Linked DNA regions of Mus musculus: region 2 is linked to region 1. The links are chromatin contacts, called in public HiChIP or PLAC-seq maps. All regions are on one chromosome and are shown on one strand. Each heading gives the region's core, a stretch centred on a gene start, on an enhancer-like site or on the middle of the called end of the contact. The rest is flanking DNA. Distances are from core to core; before and after follow the strand shown. Region 1 holds the start of Scx (scleraxis). Region 2 holds the start of Gpt (glutamic pyruvic transaminase, soluble).

The links. HiChIP or PLAC-seq counts read pairs in DNA pulled down with a chosen protein or histone mark.
Region 2: a contact with region 1 is called in an HNF4G HiChIP or PLAC-seq map of pancreatic cancer cells. The contact joins the promoter of Gpt here to the promoter of Scx in region 1. A contact is called at or near these places in 3 of 39 promoter capture datasets (embryonic stem cells, liver and neural stem cells), 1 of 484 Hi-C or Micro-C datasets (embryonic stem cells), 1 of 115 datasets of contacts at active chromatin or transcription factors (pancreatic cancer cells) and 3 of 9 other capture datasets (adipose tissue, liver and pancreatic islet).

What each region holds. Positions count from the first base shown.
Region 1 is chr15:76,454,894-76,461,354 of GRCm38.p6, reverse strand. Scx (scleraxis) reads right to left here and starts at 3,917. Exons shown (of 2, transcript NM_198885.3): 1 at 3,169-3,917; 2 at 1,887-2,273. The coding sequence starts at 3,753. The coding sequence ends at 2,235. It overlaps Bop1 (block of proliferation 1), which reads left to right. Exons shown (of 16, transcript NM_013481.2): 4 at 5,329-5,483; 5 at 5,556-5,673; 6 at 5,758-5,859; 7 at 5,935-6,147; 8 at 6,224-6,385; 9 at 6,457-6,461.
Region 2 is chr15:76,694,292-76,700,752 of GRCm38.p6, reverse strand. Gpt (glutamic pyruvic transaminase, soluble) reads right to left here and starts at 4,027. Exons shown (of 11, transcript NM_182805.3): 1 at 3,734-4,027; 2 at 3,505-3,594; 3 at 3,323-3,431; 4 at 3,078-3,211; 5 at 2,670-2,913; 6 at 2,371-2,450; 7 at 2,161-2,297; 8 at 1,864-2,038; 9 at 1,602-1,757; 10 at 1,405-1,517; 11 at 1,078-1,333. The coding sequence starts at 3,895. The coding sequence ends at 1,243. It overlaps Ppp1r16a (protein phosphatase 1, regulatory subunit 16A), which reads right to left. Exons shown (of 12, transcript NM_001358933.1): 12 at 5,834-6,455. The coding sequence ends at 6,081.

The DNA.
Region 1 (6,461 bases), core at 2,668-5,167:
GCCTGAGGCTGGCCAAGCTGCAGCCTCTTTCAGAGTCAGGCCCTGCAGTGGAGGCCTTGGCCGGGCGCGTGCCGCACCCCAACTTCCAGGCCTCTAGAGAGCCTTCCAGCCCTACGGCCCGTTCCCTTTCATCTGACCCCTCTTGACACCCAAGCCTCTCTGGCTCTTGTCTGGTTGACCCTGGCCTACCACTCAGTCCTACTGAAGCTCAGGCTGCCTAGCTCCTGGGCTTCCCTGCCTTCTCCTTTGCCCTGGTCCCTTTGTTGGCTCTTTCCTCCTCTGCTGGGCTTTATTAAGTCCTGAGATGCCGAGTGGAGCTAGCTGGGCATGGTTGGGCCTCTGTCTGGCCCCATAGCCCCCAGCCATGCTGCTCACACTGGCAGCTCTGCACATGGGGAAGCGTACCTACCTGTATTTGGGGGCTTTCTCCGAGCCTTCTGTGTGTGGACCTCTGACATTGGCCCAGCCATTTGACTATTGAAGTAGGTACCACTCAGCCATTGGTCCTTTTGGGGTTTGTGAGGGAGATTGGCACCCAGGTCTTGAAATGTGAGGCCTCTAAGTGAGGGGGAGGAGACCTGTGTCCAGAGTGGGAAGGCCAGCTGGGGTCCTTGGGTGGGGGTTGGTACCCATCTGCCTAATACAGGGCTACCCTGCCAGGCTGTGACTCTGCACTCAACCCAGCACCTAGCACAGAGTCCTTGTAGCTTGGAAGTGAAGCTGGGCAGAGTCTTGCATGGGGAACGCATGAGAAAGGAAGGGCATGAGAAAGGAAGGTGGCCTCCGTCAGCCCCAGCTGCATCTCCAGGTTCTGGCTTCCTGGGCTGCAGGAGCTTTGCAGTGTGTGACTGAGTGCCCTTTCTCCCTCCCTCCGAGCAGCTGTGAGCTCCTGCAGGATTAAGGGGAGGAAATTTGGGGTTGGATTTCTTTCTGAACGAAACCTGCCGCTGTGACTCTTTATCCCGTTATATTTCTATCAGATTGGACACAGCCCCCTGCCCCTGCCTTAATGGCCTGGCTTTGAGAATTTCCTCCAAAATTACACCTTTGTTTCCTGCATCAGCATTCCCTGGAGCCCGTCAGTGCAGAGGAGGGGCCCTGTTGTCCCTCCCTATGAGGATGCCCACGTAGGCCTCAACACCTGGTCTACCCCCCAGCCAGGGACCAGGAGGCCTGCCAGTGCCAGCACCTGGTGCCCTCTGCCATCCTCCACCCACTACCTAGCCAGAAGTCAGGCCTGGCCTTTCTTCTCTGTTGTACCACTCAACTAATTGTCACCTGCAGGGTTTTAATGATCGGCCAGCTGTGCACAGAGCCTGCTGAGAGGCCAGTGGGGTCTTTGGGAGAGCTGGGTAGGACAGAGTGTTGGATGGCTAGGAATCCTTCCAGTGTGCAGCTGGAGGCAGAGATCAGAAGCTCTGGCAGCCCGTGGACCCAGAGCCTCTCTGGGCCTGCGTGGGTACCAGTGGGGACATGTAGGTAGCTGCTATTCGGATGGTATCCTCGGGCCCATCTAGGCCTGCTAGCCTGCTTGGCTGACAGCAGTGCTTATTCCCTGTACCCATTTTTAATGGAACACTGCTGGTGAAACCAAACATCCCCGTGCCTAGGTCCCCATCTGATCCCCTCATCGGAGGAGGCAGGGCTGCTGTGTTGCTTGCTGCTATTTACCATGAGCCAAGTGGGCTTGCCCTCTCCTCTCTCCTTCTATCTCAGTCACCACACAGCGCCTCTCCCCCTTCCCTGCTCCCTACACACACACACACACACACATATACCCCTGGTACAAACTCCTGATAGGTGATCTAACCCTGTCCTCACTCTGGGAAGATGGGGTGAGAGAGCTAGGGTCATAGTGAGTTCACATCCTTTCAAGAGGGTAGTCTGCCTCAATTTGGAAGATACTGTTTCATTTTTAATTATACAAAATTTCCAGACTTTATATTATCATATTAAAGACACAAGATGCCAACACTTGGCCCAGGTAGAGAGCCAGCATGGAAAGTCCCAGTGGGCCTGGGTCAGTGTTCGGCTGCTTAGAGTCAAGCCATCACCCGCCTGTCCATCTCTCTGTTCATAGGCCCTGCTCATAGCTGGGGCAGGTCTGGCCTGGTGAGCGTGCTCTTGGGGACCTGCGCTCAGATCAGGTCCAAAGTGGGGCTCTCCGTGACTCTTCAGTGGCATCCACCTTCACTAGTGGCATCACCTCTTGGCTGCTGTGGACCCTCCTCCTTCTAACTTCGAATCGCCGTCTTTCTGTCACGGTCTTTGCTCTGCAGAGGGGATGGGGGTGTGTCAGGGTCTGAGTGGAGACTTAGTGTCACCCAGCACTGCCCGAACCTTCCTGGCTTCCTGTTGGGGGCACTGCCTGTGCTAGGGCACCCCATCCCGGGCTCCTGCCACCCCCACAGTGCATTTTGGGGAGGGGAGTATACTGCTGCAGAGCCGAAACTGTAAAATTAAATTTCCCAGATGTTCAGGCCCCAGGAGCTTGCGCGTGCTGTCTGGAGAGGAAATGGGGATTGGGGAAAGCCGTTGTATTTTTTCCCTGCTCACCCTGCTTTTCCGGTGCCACCAAGTGCGGCCAGAGCAGTAAATCATGGCTGGCCAGCATCTCTCAGTTCAGCCTTCTCCCCTAGCCCCTCTACTGCAGGTCTCAGTAGACCAGGGGAGAGGCAGCAGGTGCCCATAAGCCTTGGGGTGGAGGTGGGCTGCGGGGGCGGAGGGGTAGTGGCACATCAGCCTAGTGGGGGCATCCCTTTGACTGCCTCACTGTTTCACATTGTTCCCCTCTGGATGGAAGCGTATAGATATACTTCTTACTTCTTGAATTCACCTCCTTTCACTTCTCAACTTGATGGGAAACGAGCCTGAAAGTAAGGCCCCTCTGCCCTGCCAGGTTCCTGCTGCCTGCCCTCCCTCCCGGAACTTCTGGGTGGCCCATCTCAGCATTACTTCTTGATCCTGTATTTGCAGGTCCCTATGACCACTACCAATGGGAGTCTGTGTCCCAAGGTATGGCTCCTCTGTGCCCTTCCCTCCTTTGGGCACAGCTTTGTTGGCAGGTGTAGATGCTAGGGAATGCTGCCCCTGCCCTGCACCTCTCTGCCTGGCAGGTGTGGGCTGGTGAGTACATCGGGGCCCCTCGGTGCTCCCAGCCCTGCTCACCAACTTTCTCTGGTTGCTGAGGCAGAAGGTGCAGATCTGTTTGGGCTGGGTGTTCTCGCCGCCGTCTCTGGCCAGTGGTGGTGGCGGCGGCGGCGGTGGCAGTGGGCTGCCCGCACGACCGCTGTGGAAGAAAGCGGGTCCCGAGTGGCATGGTTGCCCGTCGCCACAGGCCTCACCCACCAGCAGCACATTGCCCAGGTGAGAAATGTAGCTGGAGGCCAGGCGCAGCGTCTCAATCTTGGAGAGCTTGCGGTCCGCTGGCTCGGTGGGGATGAGTGTGCGCAGCGCAGTGAAGGCCGTGTTCACGCTGTTGGTGCGGTCCCGCTCGCGCGCATTCGCTGTGTGCCGCTGCCGGGGCTCGCGGCCTGGCCGCCCCCCGGGTCCTGGCCCGCTACCCGCGGCCCTCCGTCCTCCTGCCCGCCGCCGGGCGCCCTGGAGGCCACAGCGCGCAGCATGCACACGGCAGGGTTTCTCGTCGGAGCCCGAGCTCTCGCTTCCGCGGTCCTCATCCTCCGACAGCGGGCTCACCTCAGGGTACAGGTAGCGACCCGGCGGCGGCGCTGAACGCAGCATGGCGAAGGACATGGGCCGGGCAGGGGGCGCGGCGTCAGCTCCACCGTGCGCTGCTCATGCCGCCTCTTTAGGTCCCCACAGGCCGCCGGGCCAGGGGTCTCCGCTGCGCCCCGCGGTGGCGGCTGCCGGGTGAGGCGGGCACATGTGTTCGGACTGGAGTGGGGCCGCCAGCCGAGCAGTGCCTTTATAGCAGTCAGCTCCTCCCCCGCGCCTGGCCTCCGCCTCCCTTTCTGGCCTGGAGGAGTTTACTCAGAGCTCGTGCGTGCACCTTTTCCCTTTTAATAGCCGTGCCTAGAGGGCCCCCGAGCATCTTTCTGGTTGGAGCGTTTCTGGGGTGCTACTAGTGCCCCAAGACAATGGTGCCCATCCCACCCATTCTACAGGGCAGAAGAGAATAAATCAAGAATCAAGAGGCTTTCTCTCCTGGCATGCCTAAGTTCACCCAGCTGCCCTGGCCCTGAGTGCCTGGCCACACCCTGTCTGACTCTCCTTCCATGTGCACTTGGGTCTTTTGTGCCAGGCCGTGTGTGTGTGTGTGTGTGTGTGTGTGTGTGTGTGTGTGTGTGTGTGTATGTGAGAGAGAGAGAGAGAGAGAGAGAGTGTGTGTGTGTGTGCACTCATGGGGGTGACTCCAGCAGTAGCAGTCTAGAAATGGGTGTGTGTGGTTGGCATGACTTGACTCCATGGCCTGTGCCTTGTGCCAGATCTTACCCCTTTGACCCATCCTGCTTGGGGGCCCCACCCCCATCCTTGCTGTATGCTTCATGGGGCTTCTCAAAGCCAGTGCACACGTGGATAAGAGCTAAGATCGGCACCTCTCCATCCCTCCAGTTCGGAAGTGGCCCTCAAGGTGGAGAGCGTACAGCAAGAGCATGGGGCATTTCTGGGCTGGTGTGGACAGGTGCAGTGGGACGAGGCCCAAGGGGTCTTGCTGAGGGGCTGCTGGCACTCATCTGTGCTAGTTATGTCTGGGCCCCTCCTCCCTGTGGCTACTGTTGCAGGAAGTGGCCGCCTGGGCAGCAGTCCCCAGGCTGGGAGGAGTGAGGGTGGTGGTGGCTGGCAGGGGCTGAAACCAGGAATGTGTGTCCAGGAATGTGGCTGCTCTGCCCACTGAAATGGGAGGGGGAGGATCAGTGGTGCTGGAAGGGGGTCCTTGACCACCTGCCGAGCAGAACAGGTTTGTCTCCCTGAGGTTGGGGTGGGGTCTTCCCATGGTTCCTGCCTTGTAAACTACCCACTTGTACCTAAGGCTTTTGCCAGGGGAGGGAGCCCATAGGCGATGAGGTCATCCCTGTCTGTGGCTGCCCAGAGCCTTGGCCAAGGAATCCAGTGAGGGGGGAGGCTAGGGTTGGCATCACTTCAGTGGAAAATGTGAAGGTAAAGCTCAGGCGCCTCCGAGGGCTTGGGGGAGGGGCATAGCACCCCTGCCGCGCCACGTCAGACATCGGGGCCAAGGCTAGGGCGGATTTTGGGTCACTTGGCTTCTGGGCACTTGAGGCTGATCTTGAGTGGCTCTTCTGCCCTTGGGTGGTTTGAAGAGGATCAAGCATGGCAGGGACAGGTGCTGACGTGGTGACTATGCTACAGGACATTCGGAACACTGTGGGCAATGTGCCCCTGGCATGGTACGATGAATTCCCACATGTGGGTTATGACCTGGATGGCAAACGTATCTACAAGCCCCTGCGGACACGAGATGAGCTCGACCAGTTTCTGGACAAAATGGATGACCCAGATTTCTGGTGAGTTGGACCTTGGGTCGGGACCTGTGGTCCCTCAAGCCTGGAGTATGGCCCTGACTGGCTTTCCCTCAGGCGCACTGTGCAAGACAAGATGACAGGGCGTGATCTGCGGCTAACTGATGAGCAGGTTGCCCTGGTACACCGGCTTCAGAGAGGCCAGTTCGGAGATTCAGGCTTCAATCCCTATGAGGTAGGCAACAACGGTTGGCCCTACAGTCTGAAGTCCATGAACGCCCTGCCCCCCCCAACCTAACATCTTTGCCTCTCTCCATAGCCAGCTGTGGACTTCTTCAGCGGTGACATCATGATCCACCCTGTGACCAACCGCCCAGCTGACAAGCGTAGTTTCATCCCATCCCTAGTTGAAAAGGAGAAGGTGGGAACCCTGGTATCCTCCTCCTGCACACTCTAAGGTCTCCACGCTGCCACCTGACCTTACCTTTGTGTGCAGGTGTCTCGAATGGTACATGCCATCAAGATGGGGTGGATCAAGCCTCGACGGCCCCACGACCCCACCCCTAGCTTCTATGACCTGTGGGCCCAGGAGGATCCGAATGCTGTGTTGGGACGCCACAAGATGCATGTGCCTGCCCCCAAGCTGGCCTTGCCTGGCCATGCCGAGTCTTACAACCCACCTCCCGAGTACCTGCCCACTGAGGAGGAGGTGGGCCTGCGCTGAGGTGGGTGTGGGCCCCGGCCATGTTTCCCGATCCCTTCTCACCTGCCTCCTGTCTCCCCAGCGCTCGGCGTGGATGCAGCAGGAGCCTGTGGAGAGGAAGCTTAACTTCTTGCCACAGAAATTCCCCAGCTTGAGGACAGTGCCTGCTTACAGCCGCTTCATCCAGGAGCGTTTCGAGCGCTGCCTCGATTTGTATCTGTGCCCACGGCAACGCAAGATGAGGGTACGTGAGACAGCCCGCACAGGTCCTGGGGGAGTGTAGTGTGAAGGTGATGCTCAGTGCTCTTTTCCCAGGTGAA
Region 2 (6,461 bases), core at 2,778-5,277, 240 kb before region 1:
CAGACCACGTGATTCTGGCTCTGCAGGGAAGGCTCATGCCCAGTCTCTCCCCCTTCTCAGAGTTGTGCCCTCCCAAGTCCACAATGAGACTGTTAAATGAGGCCTTGGGTTAACTGACTCAATTATAGTAGATAACTGGGTGGAACTTCTTTTGTGTTTGGACACAGTGTCCAAGTCCTAGCACCCTGGCACTGCCTTGCTTCCACGGAGGGGCTATCCTGCCACTTCCAGATAGTCTCAGGATCTAAGTGTTCACATCTATAAAATGGGTTCTACTTTTGGGGCATGATTGTAAACCCCTATAATTTTGCTCTTCAGGCTGAGGCAAGAGAAGAATGAGTTTAGGTTGCCCTGGATACCTTAGCTGTTTAAAGGGGTGGCAGGCAGGATATAGTTCAGTGGTCCTGAGTCCAATCCCCAGTACCACAAAACTTAGGGGATGGAGGACGGCTTTGCCTACCGCAGAGGAACACTGCAGACCAAACAAGTTGAACCCCAGCAGTGTCTACTGTGCACAGGGGCTCATCCTGAGCCTCCCAGTCCAGGATGTATCTTTCCATTAGCACACATCTGCCCCAAGGGTTCCTAAATGTGCTTTGCAAAAGGACCTCCCCTGCTCTGCTCTGCCGGAGGTGGGCACCGCCCAAGCCCTTGCTGTCAGTCCTAACTTGGCTGTAAGAGCTGAATACCTCCCTACTGTGGTTGGCACACACGGCTGTGTCCCGGAGCAAGGTTACTGTTTCTGACACAGCCTCTGAGGTCTCTTTCCCCTGCATTCCCTCAGACCTCACCCCCTCCCAAAGTGGTTCTGTTGCGGCCCTAAAAGGCAGATGCTCTGCCGTCACACCTTTTACTGGCATGTTAGTTGATTTTATGTAACCGATCATCACATGCCCCACACTTAAGACTGAAGACCTAGCCCACAGATGCACTGTCTCAAGCCAAATGTAGGAATGACGATCTGGAGGGTCCTCCCTTCCCTGGGAACCATCCTTAGCAACTCCTCTAGATGCCGTTTCCAGTGTCCCTTATGTGGAGTCTGTGTGTCTACACAAAGCCAGTCAGGTGAGTCAAAGCTGGGGTCACCCAGGCAGCCACCTCAAATCAGGCCTACACCCAGCTTTATTAGGGACCTGCAGGGACAAGTACCCAGACCCTATGCAAAATCAGAAATAGTGAGGGCTCCCAAGGACCCTCAGTTTGTTGAGTCAGAGAGCATCCAGTGTGGCCCTAGCAGTGGCTTCAGGAGTACTCATGAGTGAATTTAGCATGGAAGTGCCTCAGTTTCTCCAGCAGCACCCGCAGTTTCTCCATGGGGGGCAGAATGGTCATCCTGAAAAGGACAAATGGTCAGCGTGAAGTACAGGTCCATTAGTGGCAGGGTCAACCCATCCCGGGTCTCACCGGAAATGATAGGTGCCCTCCTGCTGCCCAAAGCCACTCCCAGGCACAACGCAGATGCCAGTCTCTTCCAGGAGGCACAGACAGAAGAACATGTCAGGGGCCAGGCCCAGGTCCTGGGGGTCAGGAGGGTGGTCAGCTCACAGCCTGGCGCCAGGCCCACACCCTGCTCGGCCCCCATGTAGCCCTGCATGCCCCACCTGCGCACGCTGCACTGCTTTCAAAGGCAGCTGAATTTGAGGGAAGGAATACATAGCGCCCTGCACCGGGTTGCAGCGGATCCCGGGGGCCTCGTTGAAGACCTGCTCCGTGAGTTTAGCCTTGGCTGCCAGTTCAGCCAGCACCTCCTGCCTCTCCTGCAGTCACAGGAGGGAATCATGGAAGAGGGTTTCAACGTGTCCCTCTATAGTCCCACCCAAAGCCGGATCACCAGGTATCTTTGGCCTGGTCTGGTCTGCTCACTGCTTGAAACTGCTTGAAGGACGGCTCCGAGGGGGTTGGCGGACTGACCACCATGCCCATCAAAGCCTGGCCCGGCACTGGTGGACACAACCGCACGCTCATCAGTTTCGCCATCTGTTTCTGCACCTCGGCATCCATGTTTACCACTTCCACATAGCCACCACGAAACCCGCACCTGCCCAGGAGAGCATGAGTTGAGGCTGGTCTGGGAAGAGGGTGCGCCACCGTGGCAGTGACTGAGAGTCCTCTAGCCCTCCCCGCTTCACCACCACCACCACCACCTGAGCCTGTACGCACTCGCCCATGTAGCCCTTAGAGACTGAGTGGAAAGACGCGAGCTCCTGCTGCGTGGCATATGGTGGCCCCATCTCCGTGAGCACCTTCTTGAATGAATGGAACTGAGAGCCCTCAGCATATACATTGTCTTGGTATACCTGTAGGGGTGGCAGTGTCATTCAGGCTGGGGGCTGAGCTGCTGCTCACCACTCTGTGTGCCCCTGTGTGTACCTCATCAGCCATCAGGAAGAGTCCCTCTTCGAAAGCAAAGCGGATTACGGCCTCGATGCATTCACGGGTCTGCACCTGCCCTGGAGTGTGAAGATGCATCACTGACTGGAAAGTCAGCCGCCCGCGGGCAACAGAGAACCAAGCCCAAGAGTGCTCAGCCCAGGCGCTTGGGGTTGGAGAGCAAGGGCAGGTTCTGGAGGAAGAGGCGGGGCTGGAAGGAGGAGCCCAGTGAGGCGGAGCTAGCGGGGGGGGGGGGGTAAAAAGAGTGAAACTGCAGGGGGCGGAGCTGATAGGTTTACCCGTGGGGTTGCCGGGGTTGATGACGCATAGTACTCGAGGGCAGCAGCGGTCACGTGCCTGGCACAGAGCGCGCCGCAGCTCAGCGATGTCAAGAGCCCAGGCGCGCTCTTCGTCCAGGTAGTAGTCCACTTGCACGGCGTCCAGCTCAGCCAGCGCAGCTGAGTACAGTGGGTACTGAGGAATGGGAATGAGTACACCGGTTCGCGCACGGCCCTCGCCGGCTACCAGCAGCTTGAGCATGGTCTGTAGGCCGGATAGGGAGCCCAGCGTTAGTGCAACCAGAGTTGTACACCCCACCCCGCCCCCACCACCGCCCTGTGCTGACGCTGCTGCACCAGACTCAGCCCCATCTAGCCTCACACATAGGGCTACTCCGATTTGACCTGCCCTGCCCTGGGCTACCCTACCACGATGGCATCGCTGGCCCCTGTGGACAGAAATATGTTGTTCGGGTCTGCAGGGATGCCTCCGTCTCTCCTCTCAATATATTGCGCCACATCCTCCCGAATCGGCTGGATTCCAGAGCTAATGCTATAGGCACCTGAAAGGGGACAAGCTAAATGAGGTGGGCCAAGTCCTGTAATCTTCCCAAGGGACTCGTCCCTCTCTGCCTCTCCTTAAGGCTTGGGCTCCACCTAGAGCTCGCACTCACCCAGGCTGTGGCCCCCGCATGCCTGCAAGATGCGTTCTGCCCTTCTCTTGGCATCCTCTGGGAAGTCCGGACTGCTCAGAAGATTGGGGTAGACACAGAGGGCCAGGACCTGGAAGAACCAAGTACTGAGTCCAGAGCAGCTGGGGAAGGAGGAGTAACCACAGGTAGTACAGCAGCCTAACCTGGCGGAAGAAGGTGATGGGTCTCTGCCCCATGGCTTGTGCATCCCCAATATTGGCACGGATAACCTCAGTAAAAGGCTTCTTCACACCCTGGGAAAGAAAGGAAGCGGGCAGGGAGATTGAACACCACCACCCTACTCTACTGCCTTTGTCCCACATTCCACTGTGCTGGGGACGAGCTCAGCAGCCCAAGTTTAGCAGAAGGGCAGTAAGTGGCCCAAGGCAATACCTGGCGCAGCTCCTGCTCCAGCTCCAAGGCACGTTGCACGATGGGGCCTCGGACTGCATACTCCACCCTCCGCACACATGGGTTCATGGTATCCAGAGTTAGCACCTTCCCCTTCAGTCCATTCCTTGAAGCCTGGATCCGGTCATTCCTTTGTGAGGCCATGGCTGCTCAAAGCAGGCAAGAATGCTGGCTCAAGAAGAAGGGTCCAGTTGGGGAGCAGGGCTGGGAATGGGGAGTCTGCGTGAGGTAAGGCACCACCCTCTCCACGGCAGCCTTCTGGCCCTACTGAAAGGGGCAGAAAAGGCTGAAGGAACTGGAGCACCCTGGGCCCCGCCCCATCAGGCTGGGCACAGATCTGCCCCAGGGTGCCAGAGGGAGTTGGTAAGGCAGCAGGCGGGGCTTGGGGCGAGGCCCAGTGCCGCCTAGTGTCCCCACGAGGGAGCAAGAGACCCACTTGGGGAGTAGGGACAGACGGATGGTTCAATACTTGACACACTGGAAACTGGGAGAAGAGAGCACTGAGCATCTCAGCCTATTAAGAACAGAACCAGGGACTACTGGAGATTTACCCTAGCAAGGCCCAGCTGAAGCCTAGGCCTCAGACCTGATACACACTCCATCTTTACTTTAAGCAAGTGGACTTGTCTCCTAGGTAACTAAGCCAGGCCTTGGGAATCTGGGGAGCACTGGGGGAAGGGAGAAAGATGTGTAGTCTCTGGGTTCCATGGGGACTGACAGAGTGCTATGCTTGGACCTTGGTCTCTGATGAGCCACTGCAAGGGTTTAGGGGGAGGGGAAGAGACTGGAGACGGGACAGCTAGTTCTGGACACACCTCACCCTGGACTGCCCTCATGCCCTTTCAATACACATCAGCTTGAGGGTGCCCTTAGGTCGACAACCCAGGCCAAGGGTAACTAAGTCCCCTTCCCTGCTGCTCCTGATTGGTAGAGAGAACAGGAAGTGAGCTCTGATAGGCCCACAGTACCCCACTCCCACTGGCCTTCTAGAAAGCTTATAGACTTGCTCAACACCTGGTCATCTAAGCCCTTGGACCCATCATGGCTCAGGCTAAGGGCTGGGGAGAATGACTTCTAAGCTGGGCAGCAGGCAGCTAGGAAGGCATGAGGTGAGCCTTAATCCCTCTGTCCCTGGAGGCCCTGGAGTGGGGACACACTCACCTCTGATCTCTTGGCTCTGATGCCACAGTAGCCTCCCAGCTCAGTGGCCTTTCTCTGGCCCTCAGGACACACCACAGATTAATATAGGCTTGGCCCTGGCAGAACCTGCCACTGCCTGCCTCTTACTAGCAGGGCCCAAGTAGGAGTGGTAGCAGGTGGACTTCAGGCAGCGGCGGCACAGCCCTACTCTAAATTTAACCAGCAGTCATCACCAACCCTCCCCCAAGCCCTTCCAAGGACACTAACCCTCCAACCACAGGTGCTAGAGGAAGGACAGGCCCTGAGGATGGACACCAGGCTGACCAGGTCAGTGCCCATGTGACCTCGTAGAGATGGCCATGCAAATACAAATGCAACGGTCATGATCTAGAATTGCCTTCTTCCCTCTAGCTTGAGGCCCCTAAAGGGCCCCTCTCATTCTGATACACTGTCCCTAGCCAGCACAGCCCAAGTGGCCAACTGCTTGTCACCTATACCAGCACAGGCGGAAGCTGGCAGACATGCCCCAGGATCAGGGCTTCATGCCAGAAACTGAGACCATGACCCTGGGAAGCACCTAACTAATGCCAGTCTTCTGCCTGTTTCACGCTGCTGGCTCTGGCCCAGTCCTGTGGAAAACACTGTCTCCCTTCCAGCCAGCGTTCCTGTCCCTCTGCATGGCCACCCACTCCATCACCCATGAAGAGTTTTTTCCAAAGTGTCCTACTGCTTTCAGGAAAGCAAAGGGTTACAGAAGAGCCTCCAAGAAGCTGAACCAACTAGGAGAGGTGGAAGTTAAGGCTGGGCTTCTTGCCTATGGCCTTGAGCCTTTCTCCCACAAAGGCTGGGGCTGCTACCTGCAAGCCCGAGCATGCACCTATCTACAGGTTTGGGTGCTCCTGGGCATGGGTGGCTCCTAACCAGTGAGACACATGGGAAGGCTCCGTGGCAAACAGCCTTTATCAAGAGTCACAATAAACAGACTGTGGCCTGAGGCCCATAGGTAGAGCTCTGCATAGTCCATCCCTGAGCAAGGTGGCCAGTGTCCTGGGCTGGGAGGGGGATGGGGCTCTGTGCCGGCTCCCCCACAGCACAGGGGTATGTGCTAAGTGGGTCACCAGGCCAGAGATCGTGAGGAAGCCTCCGGCTGGGCATGGGGTTGAACCCTGCCATACTGAGGAATCACATTTCACATGAGCAAGCAACACGGCCTCTTCTCCACAGACGCCTCCTCCGAGGGAGCAGTGAGCTTGAGCAGGGGCGGGTCCCCAATTGTGCTGAAGCCACAGTCAGGCTGGGAGGTCCCAGCATCAACAGACAGGCCAGGCTCAAAAGTCTCAGGCCCTTCAGGGGCAGGTCGCTGAAGCTTTGCAGCCGCTCGCTGGCGTTTCAGTTCTGCCAGTGTGTGGTGGGCCTTGTCCCGGACGAGGGCATCAGGGGCACTGTTCTCCTCAGGACTCAGATGATAGGAGACACTCCGATCTAGACGCTTGGAGTACAGGTGTCTCCCGGGGGGGGCCCCTACTTGGCCATTGTGTGGTCTGGCCACCTCAGGGCCATCGTCCTGTGA